Linked DNA regions of Mus musculus: region 1 is linked to region 2. Evidence: chromatin contacts called from public Hi-C data. All regions are on one chromosome and are shown on one strand. Each heading gives the region's core, a stretch centred on a gene start, on an enhancer-like site or on the middle of the called end of the contact. The rest is flanking DNA. Distances are from core to core; before and after follow the strand shown.

Region 1 (6,839 bases), core at 2,333-4,832, 820 kb before region 2:
TCCTCACTAGGGATATCAAATACTTTTTCAATCTGCTTTCCCACCCTTTCAGGGTCAGCATTCTTCAGATCTATCTATGAACAAAATTACTTAGTGAGCAGAGCAAAAATGAAATTAGTCCATTGTAACAATATTTGGAGGTCAATAGTCTTCTGTGATTTAACCTAACTGACCCTTCATGACTTTTTTCAAAAATATTTAAAATAATCTATATATCAATATGATTACACTTGATCTTAGCCAAAAGGCCAAAAAGCAATTATCAACATAATTTTAACAAGCATGAGTACAAAAAAAAAGAAAATACGAGCAACAAAACAGACAAAAAATATGTAAGCAGAACAGAGTATACCAACTAAGGCCATGAGTCAGACTTTTAAAATTAAGGTCAGATATCAAGCTATTTAGCCTTACTTTATATGTGGCAGTGATATCAAGAAATGCAACTTAATGTAGTTTGAATTTTAAACTAAGATCTTAACTTTACACTACTGGACAGACTTATGTGTGTTAAGAGTTACTTTGACCTGTTTCATGGACTTCACTGAGTCTTAGCTCTCAGCCCCTCTTCTCCAGAGCAGTATGACTGGCACCTCTTTGTCTGCCTTGCACCCTTTTCCTCCAGAAATGGCCTATTCTCAGCCCATGCAGTCCAGACAAACTTTTTCAACTCTATGCAAGGAATATTTGACCTGCAATTCTATCGCATGATATTCAGAGAGAAATCCTACTGATAATCTGAATGAACAGTAACTACAGGTCCCTCATATTTAAAAAAAAGAAAGAAAGAAAAAAAGAAGAGAAAAACCCTATATTTTACAACTAAACACTACACAGAAGGTAAAATAAGTAATAACATTGGTGTCTCGTTTGATTACCTTATTGATAACTGGAATTACTGACAGCTGTGCTTCAAAAGCAAGGAAGAAGTTGGCCACAGTTTGAGCTTGAATACCCTGGAAACAGCAAGATAAGAGAGCGCAAGGTGACTGGTTTGGCACTAATGTACCACAAACTTACTAATTCCATACATCCCATATATATTCATCGTACTGAGATTTTGGATCATGCTAATAAAATGACACCATATGTCATGTACCTGCCTGGCAGAGACTGTGAGACCTCCGCCCTACTCACTGTGCTTCCTGGGCAGTGAGGAGTTTGGCTCCCCAGCCCCATCTTCAGGCTTTAAGACTATATTGTGCTGCCTTGCTGCACGGCAAAGGCAATGAGTCAATGAGTCGTGGACTACAACCTTCAAAACTGTGAGCCAAAGAAACTTGCCTTTACGGGTATTTCACTATGTAGTTACAGAAATCTGAATCATACCACTTCCTACGTTTCTGTACCATTTAAGTTTTAGGGTTCAAAACCAACATTACCACTAGTAAAGAAAGAGTCAAACTAAGCAGAGTGAGTCAGCACTTCATTTTAACAATATTAAAGTATTTGATTTAGAGTAAGTAATACAATAGATCTGTTATTCAAATGTAAAATTTGCATTTCCAAAATGCATTTTCAGAACTTTATGAAACAACCAAGTGGGCATGTCTTATCATATATAACGAGGGCTCTTACCTCATTTGCATCCACTACCAGTAAAACACCTTGGCATGCAGACAGTGACCTGGACACTTCATAACTAAAATCAACGTGGCCCTAAAATGCAAATATGGGTACCTTTAAGTATCAGCTACATATTTAAAAGGAACTGCTAGTCTACTGATATGACGAAAAAAATAATAATAAAATGTGATTTTTGTGAAAACAATGGAAACAAATTATTCTAGCATAAAAACAAAACTAAAAAGAAATCAATGACAGTTGTGCAAAATTTAGCCCTAAATGAAAGAATTTTGATTGCAATACTAACACGGTTAACAAGCAATCTTTGAAGAGACAAGATGAAACTTACTGGTGTGTCGATGAGGTTTAAAAGGTACTGTTTCCCTCCAAAGCTGTAAAACAGAGAGGCTGTCTGCGCCTTCACAGTGATTCCTCTTTCTCGTTCTACTTGTAATTTATCAAGAACCTGCTTGTTTTTCTTCGTCTTATCAATTGTTCCTAGAAATAGAAGCATTTACTAATTTCTCTGGGCTTTAAAACAAAAAAGCATTAAAAACAATTAACAGAAAATATTAAAGATGAATGCCTAAAGGTAAGATATTGCGGTAAAGCTAACTAACCAAGAGCAGAGAAGATAAAATACCTGTTAGCTCCAGGAGCCTGTCAGCTAAAGTGCTTTTGCCATGATCCACATGTGCAATGATACTGAAATTTCTAATGTCTTCAACAGGAAATCTAGACATGTCAGGTTTCTCCTAAGAAGGGAAGGGAATATCACAGTTAAGGGTATAAATTTTCCATAAAACAAAGTACAAATTCAAAGAAAAGTCTTTCCATCGATGGACAACTTCACGTATTGCAGTTTTGTAAGCTCCCCGCTCCCTAATAAAGATGTATGACTAAGCCTAACTACAAAGAACAAATTACAAAATACTTGACAAATATATCAGTTCCATAAACAAAGCTAAATATAAAATCCTTAAGTAATACTTCCTCACATATTGAGCTAATTGCAAATTTACTTTCATGGAGAGTGAAAGCCATATATAAGTCCTCAGGAGTCCAAGAATGCCTTATCAAGCAAAATCTCTTAGACACACCACATACTCCTGGAAATGGGTGTCTGAGCAAAACAGTCTGGGGTGTGAGTGTGTATGTGTGTGTGTGCGCGCGCGCGCTCCCTAGGCATATTCAGTTGATGAAACTGTCATGACTATAACATTTGTTTTAGCTTTCTATTTCTTACTTAGTGTAAGGCAGGTAAGGGTATGGAAAAATTATTCAAACAAAATGTAAAAGCTGCATTGTAGTCCCCCACCACGCATTTAGGACAAAGTGATGCAAACCCGCACGACTTTCGCAAACCCGCTCGACTTTCAAAAACCCTGAACGGTGACGAATACAAGTCCATTTTTCTAACCACAAGTCCCTTGCATGGGACTAAAATACTCCACGCCTTTGCATCCTCCAATCTTTGAAATTTGATAACTATCCCAACGCAGCAAAGAAGCTGCAGGATCGGATGCAAGTCAAGCCAGTTACTCAAGAAACGATAACTAAAACTTCAGGGAAATCGATGCTACAAAGGAGCAGCTTCTCGGAGGTTTTTAGAAATAGCACCCGCTCGTGAGCTACACCAGCCCTAAGCCGAGGAGCTAGCGGGCACGCTTCTGATGCGGGTGAAGCGCAGCCCACGCCGCGCCGGCGAGCAGCCGAGGATGCTCGCCCACCGTGCATGTGCTGAAGCCCTGCACCTTCCCCGGGTGATGGTCACCTTGAGCTCGGCCGCGCTGAAGAGCCTGCAGGCGGCCCTGGGCTCCGAGGCAGCCGCGTGCCGGGCCCCGGCGGCCCACGGCGCGAGAGCCCGCCCCACGAGCGCCCACATGCCTCGGCGGCGGCTCAGGGCCCAACCCGCCACGGAGACCACAAAGCCAGGGTCGCGCTCCGGCCTGAGCTGACACCGAGACCCAGGCCTGACGCGAAGCAAACGCGCCGCCTGCAGGTCGCGCCGCTTATGACGTCGACGCGTCTACGCGGGGGTCGAAAGGTCAGGGATGGGAGAGCTACAGGGACCGCGGGTGATACTGCCGGTCAAGCGCGTGTCCTGGTGTGACAGCCTTGAGAAAGCCACAGTCTAGGCGACCGGAGTCGGGTGTCGCATCACTCTCTGCGCTCACTCCAGCGAATACAATGGACAGGAGACGCCCTTGTGTGTGTGTGTGTGTGTGTGTGTGTGTGTGTGTGTATGTGTGTGCAGCGCAGGCCTCAGATGTGGAATCTCTAAAGTGTGTGTGCTCCACCAGATGGGGAAACAGTTCGAAGTCCCTCTACTCTGGGGCCATCAATGGCTGGGGAGTTCTTTTAAGAGACTTGCAGGAAAAACAAAAAACAAAACAAAACAAAAAACAGTTCATGGCTTCTACGAAGAAAATTATTTCATGCTTAGCCAATATGAAGTATAGATTTATTAATAAAAACAAAATGCATCAAAGGAGAAGGATGCTGGCTTCTCTTTGTCCATACAAAAGCAATTCTCACCTTAAAATAGGTAAGAGAATTTATTCTGGAGGCAAACATACCCATGTTTCCCAGGTTAGGATAACCCATAATTCTATTTTTCAATGAACTTTTTGTAGTGACACAACAACAACAACAACAAAGTCATAGGAAAAAGTATTTTTCAAGTACATTGATAAAACATTGTTACAACACAGCTTAGAACTAGACTTAATAGTATTCAATAGGTTTAAATCTGTGTGTCAGGATATTAAGTCTAGCATTATCTTCTAGTCACAGGATGGATACCTCTCTGTCCTTTAAGGCGTATCCCTTAGTTTTCTACCACCTTTTCTCAAATAGCCAAATTCACTATCCCATCTTCTAGAAAGCCAGGACATGTTTCCTGAACATGGTCTAAACAATTGAGGTGGCTGTAACATTTTTTAACTTCTGCAGTTTCTCAAAAACCTCCTTCAAAATACTAACATATAACTGCCCATCTCTAGACTCTGATTGTCCCTAACATTTATTGGCATGCCTCTCTCAGGACTGTTCCCTTGTCTAACTAACCAATTCAACTTTCTTGTAGTCAAGGACCCTGGTTCAGGTACGACTTGCTGTGACCTGCACAACTTTGGGATTGTCTTGACTGGGGCAGTGGGGAATGAAGAAACAACAGACACATGTACAGAAAAGCTAGGATTGGGTTGGGCTGTGTGTTCTGATGACACACTAGTAGCCTGGAAAATAAGAAGGCTTACATAGGCTAAAGGAGGAGGCAGGTTAGCTAATCTTGATTGTGGTGTCTCTGAAGTGCAGCACTCTAGGTTGTAGTCACTCAGGAGGAAGAAGCTGTAGTTGATAACTTCTTTACATACACTGTCTACATCCTTGTAGGACCTTGGCATTGCCATGGGTCTGAAGCATTGACAGTTGTGAGGTGATCATGTTCATGTTAACAATCTATATTCACTAAGGACTTCATCTGCTTCCCACAGCCTCTGACTATCTACCCAGGGAATGGTGCTGCCCACAGTGACCAGAGCCCTCCTACATCAATTAACAATCAAGACAAACTCCTCAGACACACCCACAGGCCAATCTGACCTGCCTTATCACTCCAATGAGACTCTCTTCTCAGGTGACACTAGGCTTTGTCAAGTTAATAGTAAAATCTAATGGCCAGATGAGAACCCCTCTCTGAGGAATTCATAGTTTAAGTTCTCTTCCATCCTAGTTAGGGTTTCCATTGCTATGAAGAGACACCATGACTAAAACACTTATAAAGCAAATATTTAAGTGGGTCTAGCTTACAGTGTCAGAGGTTCAGACTGTTATCATCATGGGAGAAAGAATAGCAGTGTCCAGGAAGGTATAGTGCTGGAGGAGCTGAGAGTTCTACATCTTGTCCCAAAGGCAAACAAAAGACTGTCTTGCAAGCAGTTAGAAGGAGGGTCTCAAAGCCCACCCCCACATTAACACTTTTTCTCCAGTAAGACCACATCTCCCAACAGCACCACCCCCGTGGGCCAAGCATATTCGAACCACCACTGTATCTTTGAACTTTCATTTTCAAATTTGGAGATTTTGTTGAGAAGAGTGTTGCCCTCAGGCTGCTGTTCCTTTGTCCTCCTAGAGAGTAAGATGTTTCACTTTCACGTTACTAATCTCTTAACAAGCACAGTTACTTTCTCAACATAAAATGGCTTACTTAACCACTTTCCTCAACAAGTTACATCTTCCATACATCTTTAGTTTCTCATAATCAAACTAAGCACAGTAAGTAACACTGTTTGTGCTGGACAGTTTTAGGTCTACTTGACACAAGTTAGTTTGTGGCATCTGAAGAAGGATCCTAAGTTGAGAAAATGCCCCCATAAGATCTTGCTGTAAGCATCCTGTAGGGAATTTTCTTAATTAGTGATTGATAGGGGAAGGCCCAGACCATCCTGGGTAATGGCACCCCTGGGCTAGTGGTTTACAGTTCTAGGAAAAAAAAAAAAAAAAAAAAAAAAAAAAAAAACAGGCTGAGCAAACCAATAAGCAGCACTTCTCCCTGGCGACTGTATCAGTTCCTGCCTCCATGTCCCTGCCCTTTTGGAGTTCCTGCCATCACTTCCTTAATGATGAACTACAGTGTAGAAGTGTAACCAAATAGATCCATTCCTCCCCATCTTGCTTTTACTCATAGTTCTTTATCATAGGAATAGCAACCCTAACTTGGATACCATGATGCAGTTGGACATTATGCTATCTTAAATTTTCTTCAGCCATCCAGCTTAATCCATTACATTTAGATTCAGCTTCAAGTACAAGTGTCTCTATACTGTTCTGAAACTTTGTGAACACGACCTTTATTGTCTTTCTTTCTGTCAAAATTCTAGCTTTCCACCCCCTCATTAGAATGGCCTGTTAGGATCTGATTCCAGGCCTTCTCTTGGTTTTGCCCAAATTTTTTTTTTCCTTTTAGAAAACCAGTTCTAAAAGCTTAAAGGCCATGTGGTCATGTTTATGACAAGAGCAATCCATCTTTTGTTACCAAATTCTTGTATTAGTTACTTTTATCACTGTGGCTTTAACGGATACATCAAGAACGCCAGATAATGGCTTAAGTTTAAGTTTAAGTGCTCAAAAGTTTAGAGCACTGGCTGCTCTTCCATATGGCAGTTCACAATGTCTGTACTTCAGCTACAAGTGATTTGACGCCCTCACAAGGCATAATGCAGGCAAAACATTAATGCACATAAATAAATAAATCATTAAAAAGGGAGCAG
Region 2 (6,444 bases), core at 2,900-5,399:
GATGACCCGTTCTGTAGACAATCAGCCTCTCTCCCCAGCCATCCCTGTCATTGCTCAATGGGCACATGAACAAAGTGGTCATGGTGGTCGAGATGGAGGTTATGCTTGGGCTCAGCAACACGGGCTTCCACTCACCAAGGCTGACCTGGCTACAGCTGCTGCTGATTGCCAGATCTGCCAACAGCAGAAACCAACACTGAGCCCCAGATATGGCACCATTCCTCGAGGTGACCAACCAGCAACCTGGTGGCAGGTTGACTACATTGGACCACTTCCTTCATGGAAAGGACAGCGTTTTGTTCTTACTGGAGTAGATACTTATTCTGGTTATGGATTTGCCTTTCCTGCACGTAATGCCTCTGCTAAAACCACCATTCACGGACTGACAGAATGCCTTATCTATCGTCATGGTATTCCACACAGTATTGCTTCTGACCAAGGAACTCACTTCACAGCCAGAGAAGTACGACAGTGGGCCCATGATCATGGAATTCACTGGTCTTACCACATTCCCCATCATCCTGAAGCAGCTGGTCTGATAGAAAGATGGAATGGCCTTTTGAAGACGCAGTTACAGCGCCAATTAGGTGGTAACAGCTTGGAAGGCTGGGGTAGAGTTCTTCAGAAGGCAGTATATGCTTTGAATCAGCGCTCGATATATGGTACAGTTTCACCCATAGCCAGGATTCATGGGTCCAGGAATCAAGGGGTGGAAAAGGGAATAGTTCCACTTACTATCACTCCTTGTGACCCTCTAGGAAAATTTTTGCTTCCTGTCCCCATAACTCTAGGTTCTGCTGGCCTAGAAGTTTTGGCTCCAGAGAGGGGAATGCTCCTACCAGGAGCTACAACAAACATTCCATTGAACTGGAAGCTCAGACTTCCCCCTGGTCATTTTGGGCTTCTAATGCCCTTAAACCAACAGGCTAAAAAAGGAATAACAGTGTTAGGAGGGGTGATAGATCCAGATTACCATGGGGAAATTGGATTACCTCTTCACAATGGTGGTAAGCAAGATTATGTCTGGAGTGTAGGAGATCCCTTAGGGCGTCTCTTAGTACTACCATGTCCTGTGATTAAAGTCAATGGGAAACTACAACAGCCTAATCCAAGCAGGATGACAAAGGATGCAGACCCATCAGGAATGAAGGTATGGGTCAATCCTCCAGGAAAAGAGCCAAGACCTGCTGAGGTGCTGGCTGAAGGAGAAGGAAATACAGAATGGGTAGTAGAGGAAGGTAGTTATAAATACCAATTAAGGCCACATAACCAGTTGCAGAAACGAGGATTATAAAGTAATATGAATGCCCATTGTAAATTTACAAATGCGTTTGCGATTGTACGAGGAATAGTTATATCATGTTAGGCGTATTTACAACCTTGTTATTGTTTCATGTGAACATGAGATATTATTTGTGTCAAGTTGACAAGGGGTGGATTGTAGTGGTTATTCCTGGTTGTCAACTTGACTATATTTGGAATGACTACAATCCGGAATTGGAAGGCTCACCAGTGACCCTTATCTGGAGGCTTGGAGATCCTTATCTGGATCTTGGTTTGAAGATCTTGAGCCATAGTGGCTATGGATTCCAGAAGATTGAATCTCCGAGTTTAAGGAACACACCTTTAATCTGGGCTACACCTTCTGCTGGAGACAATATAAGGACATTGGAAGAAGGGAGTCTAGCTCTTGCTCTTGCTCCTTCGCCTGCTTGCTGCGTGAGACTGAGTAACTGCTAGATCCTTGGACTTCCATTCACAGCTGCGACTGAACAATTGTTGGGAATTGAGCTGCCGACTGTAAGTCATCAATAAATTCCTTTATTATCTAGAGACTATCCATACGTTCTGTGACTCTAGAGAACCCTGACTAATACATATAGCAAAGACTATAATAGTCAGTTCCCATTGGCCTCAGATAGTTAAGGTAAATCCTTATTCTCAAACATAAATTCAGAGTACTAGCATGGATTAGAAATCAATTTTCTCCTTTACTCTGTCACAGTGGGTTATTATACCATTAGTTATACAAGAGAACTTTTATATCTTATTTCAAATTCTTCTTGACTAAATTGAGACTCAGTCACAGGCACTGTTGGCCAGCTGTGCTGTGTTAGAGTCAGGTGGTGCCTTGAAGGTTCCAGGAGGCTGCTGTCTTGCTACCTACAAATTTAAAATGAGAAGGAGACAGAAGATCACAGCTCTGTGCCTAGTTTCTCTAACTGAGAGCACCTCTAGTCCCAATATATAGTTTTGGAGACCATAGGTCATAGGTGCAATTCAAAGTAAAGGTGGCCCAACACTGCCTGACAGGTTCTGGAGACTCTGTGAAGGCACTGATCGAGAAGCAGCAGTAGCATCACCCAGTTATAACACAGCTGGATGTCATGATAATATTGAGTAACACCCCCACGCAATTATCTTGTTACTCCCAAGTCACGGAGTGGATTCAGAATATACCTCATCATGAGGAAGAAGAGTTACTGCCTCTCATCTATGGGCAGTGACTCAGAGAGAATGGGACCAGAGGTATTTCCCAACAAATGTTAGGCAGGAGACAGCAAGCTCACAGGTCTATGCCTAGTTTCTCTGAGAGACCTTCCACTCTCAATATAAGATTATGAAAACAGAAGTCATTGGTGCAATTCAAGGTACAGTTGGCCCAACACTACCTGCCTGGCTCCAGAGTCTCTGTGAAGGTGCTGATTAAGAAGCAGCAGTAGCATCACCCAGTTATAACAGAGCTGGACATCATGATAATACTGGATAGCCCCCCAATTACCTTGTCAACCCAAGTCTTTGAGTGGATTCAGAATCTACCTCATCATAAAGCTACTGCCTCTCATCTATGGGCAGTGATCCAGAGAGAATGGGACCATAGGTATTTTCCAACAAATATCAGACAGGCCACAGCATAGTTCACCTAGACATAAAGCCAGGTAAGATCACCATAGATTTATAGAGTGAAAATCATAAATTTCGGTCATGGAATAAATTTCACCATTAGATAAAAGCATGTCAGACACTGTGGGTATTACTAATCTGGTTTTCAGGACTTTTTGTAAACATACAATATAGGTATCTCAAATATGAGTACCTGAACTTTGGGTGTCTTCCCATACTTTATGGTTCCTATTGTTCATAGCAGTCATCTTTAGACAACTTTAGGAGCAAGCTCACTGAGGGACCTAAGAATTCTAAATGCCTTAGAGAAGCCCCCTCCCCCCCACCCCGGAGCATGTTCATCTGCTTATTAACTGTGAACCCTAAGCTTAGGCCAATATCTAATAAAATCATGAGGTAATCATATAATGTAAGGTCATGGAAAGCTAACCATTCATTGGACGAGGGAGTCTCCACTAGAACCTGTAAACTGACATTGGCTTTGATGAGCATGATAGCCAAGACTCTTTTCTAAACAGATGTAATTAAACAAAGGCATCTTACTATCTATTCGAATGTCACCTACAGAGAGGTATAGCTGTAGGACCCAACTAATAGACCCGTCCTTCTGGAAGTGACACTTTTGTCCAAGATCAAAGATTCTCTAAGATTCAATCTTCCCATAAAGAGGAAGGGAAATGAACCTATAATTACAGACCTTACTATATTTAGGCCAGATGATGCATCTGCCAAAGGGCTTATCTATCTGCTATTCATCTGTGCTGCCCACAGAAGACCACACCCGCTCTATGCTCTGTATATAGCACCATTACTGGCTTTTGCCTGCTCCCTGTATCATCATAAGGAGAAGCAGTGGGAAGAGGGCCCAGAAGCAACTGTGTCTGAGGTGAAGCCCCTCCTCACTGGTCATACAGTTGGCCTGAAGCCTCCTTCCAGGCCTAGTTCAGTGACTGGGAAAAAAAAGGTGGCTTAAATAAGAACTCTCTTTTTTGACTCAGTGTTGTCTTAAATAACTTCATCAATTTAAAAAAAAATGCTTTCGCCTCTGTTGAAGATCCTGTAGCCTTCTCTTTTCCTGCAAGAAAGAATGGAGGTGAGCCTGTCTTTAGGACTTCACTATCTTCACAATATCAATCGTTGCTTAAAAAGAGGCCAGCAGTCAGGGCAAAAGCAGTAACTCTGTCGTTAGTCTTGGCTGGTTGCACCAGACCACGCCCAGTTTCTCCAAAGTGACCCAACGTACAATAATGGCTCTTTGTGTCATCTCAACAAAGAAGAGTGGGGGAGGAACAGAGATACAGATGACACTGCTTAAGAACACCCTCCCACAGCAGACACGCACAGGAAAGCCTGCAACCTTTATGGTTAGAAAGAACGGCCTTAGAGAATGAGGAACTCTAGTTTGAACTTTGTCTGCCTTCCCCAAAAATAACCTCCTCAGTTTCAAAACAACATGTGCACCCAACCCTGTCTACAGCAGAAGTGGAGGGAGAACACAGAATTAACAGTTTCTAGCATCAAGACCTAAGGACATTTTCTTTTTTTGATAGAATTCTTATTACAGAAAAAAAAAAAAAAAACCACCAAAAGCAAGTACAAAACCAAAAACCAAAACAAAACAAAAAAACAAAACAAAAACAAAAACAACAAAAGAAACATGCTACCTCAATCGAGACTAAAACCTTTCAGTCCTTTCTTCTTGCAGAAATTGAGTCTTCTAAAATGACTATATCCAGTATTCATCAATGAATAATATACATCCTGTATGCTTGGTTACATAAGTGACATTTGGAAATAATGCACAAAAATGGAAAAAGTAAAATAACGTCTATGTAGCTATACTTAATTTAGTTTTTGGTTTTTTTCTTCTCATAATTTTCATCAGTGTTGAAATGTGTAGACAAGTACCACAAGGGCTTCAGGAAGTTACTATGTTGTTTCTATACATCTACCATAGTTTAGAAAAAAAAGTCCAAGATCTTCTTCTCTATGATATCAAAATTGCTTTTCAGTTCTCATTCTGAAACCAGAGCCAAATGAACATTCCTACCTCACACTTCATGACATAAGTAGTGATCATTCTCTCATAATAATCCACTGATATAAAATTTTATTTCCATTTGAAGACTATGCAAAACAATCAATTACATAACATGTTTTGCAGGCTGCTTTTTCTGTATAGGTTATGATCTATCTCCTGGCTGCATAGCGGAATTATGGCTCAGCTCCTTTACATGAAATTATGAGTTTAATACATCTTGTTTTTGCATTGTGAATTCTGGATACTGTCTTCCCACTAAGTTTTATTCCAAAATATTTTCACATAATACTCTAGCCACAGCAAACTTATTCTCAACTGACAGCAGAATGACAGATTATAAGTTAGAATATTAATTGTGATTTTCTTTTCCAGGAAGAGAAATTATGTGCAGGAGACACCAAAGTCAACTGTAGGCTCTGAACTAAGAGCTAAAATACACAGTAGCATTTATAGAAAGAAACTAATGATTCATATCTATGATGATTAGGTCTCTAGGGGGAGAATCCATCCCAGAAAGAATGCCTGAATGTCACTGTAAACTTCCAATTCCTAGTCCTCATGAAATATTGACAAGGCTTTGCAAAAACTGTAGTAAATATGTAGTCACACCATTAATAATTAAGAAATGGCAAATGTGCTAGATGTGGGAGCCATCTTGCAAATCTTATTATCTTAGCTATTATAAAAGTGTGTCTGCATATCTTCCACATATGCAGAACTCCATAATGTACAGCTGCAAAACAAGAACTAAGGGTTACTACGTGATTTTTCTGGCCATATTTTCAGTCTAGCTACTGATATTAAGAAGGGTGAAAGGTCTCATTTCTCAAACTTCTGTTCTCCATAACACAAAGTGATTTTCTCTGCATGCGACATTTTAAATATCACCTGAGGCGACTTTTTGGAGTGACCCATAGCATGTAATGAGCCATGAGACAACTGCCAGATGGTTTATGGGTTTATTCATTACTAGACAAAAATCCCAGTTCGTGAACAAAAAGGGAAAATACAATCAAGCATGATTGAAAGCAAAAGACATGCTTTGTTAATGGATTTGGAAATAGGGAAACTTTTCATTTACGTTAATAATTAACTTCTCTATACACCATTTCAGGCACATACGCCCAGTAGTTAATCAGGATGTTAAATGGCAGTGCAAATACATCTTCGGATTAGGTCTTTACTATGGCAGACTAGAACATTCTCACATATGTGCATATGTAGTCAGTCATCAGTTTTCCACAAGGACGAACATGTGCCATTGCCCTTAAAGATATTATGATCAGTATAAAATTAGAAAAACATAAGGATGGATATTTTCTTCCTTCCTTCTTCCTTCCCGCCTTGTTTCCTTCCTTCTTTTTTTCCTTCTTCCCTTCCTTCTTCCCTTTTCTTTTCTTTATTTCTCTCTCTCATCTCAAGAGTCTACTGTGTCTTAAATTCCCTTAACAGTAGGAATTCAGGGTCTTCTACAAATGTTAGTATAATGTGTTAAAAAC

The links. A called contact is a pair of places that touch in the nucleus more often than the background predicts.
Region 1: a Hi-C map of B cells shows a contact between it and region 2, with 8 read pairs. The contact joins the promoter of Guf1 here to the enhancer-like site in region 2. A contact is called at or near these places in 4 of 39 promoter capture datasets (the C10 cell line, cranial neural crest, hippocampal neurons and 1 more), 1 of 484 Hi-C or Micro-C datasets (B cells) and 1 of 115 datasets of contacts at active chromatin or transcription factors (large pre-B cells).

What each region holds. Positions count from the first base shown.
Region 1 is chr5:69,553,667-69,560,505 of GRCm38.p6, reverse strand. Guf1 (GUF1 homolog, GTPase) reads right to left here and starts at 3,582. Exons shown (of 17, transcript NM_172711.3): 1 at 3,341-3,582; 2 at 2,210-2,321; 3 at 1,916-2,064; 4 at 1,579-1,659; 5 at 879-956; 6 at 1-74. The coding sequence starts at 3,451.
Region 2 is chr5:68,733,191-68,739,634 of GRCm38.p6, reverse strand. No RefSeq gene overlaps it. Among named protein-coding and RNA genes, the nearest start is that of Gm23605, 170 kb to the right of the region's middle. Within about 2 kb of position 4,149, at least 51 of the 459 cell types and tissues checked have an H3K27ac peak or open chromatin away from gene starts, as enhancers often do. A contact at or near this core is called in B cells and pre-B cells, where this site is marked.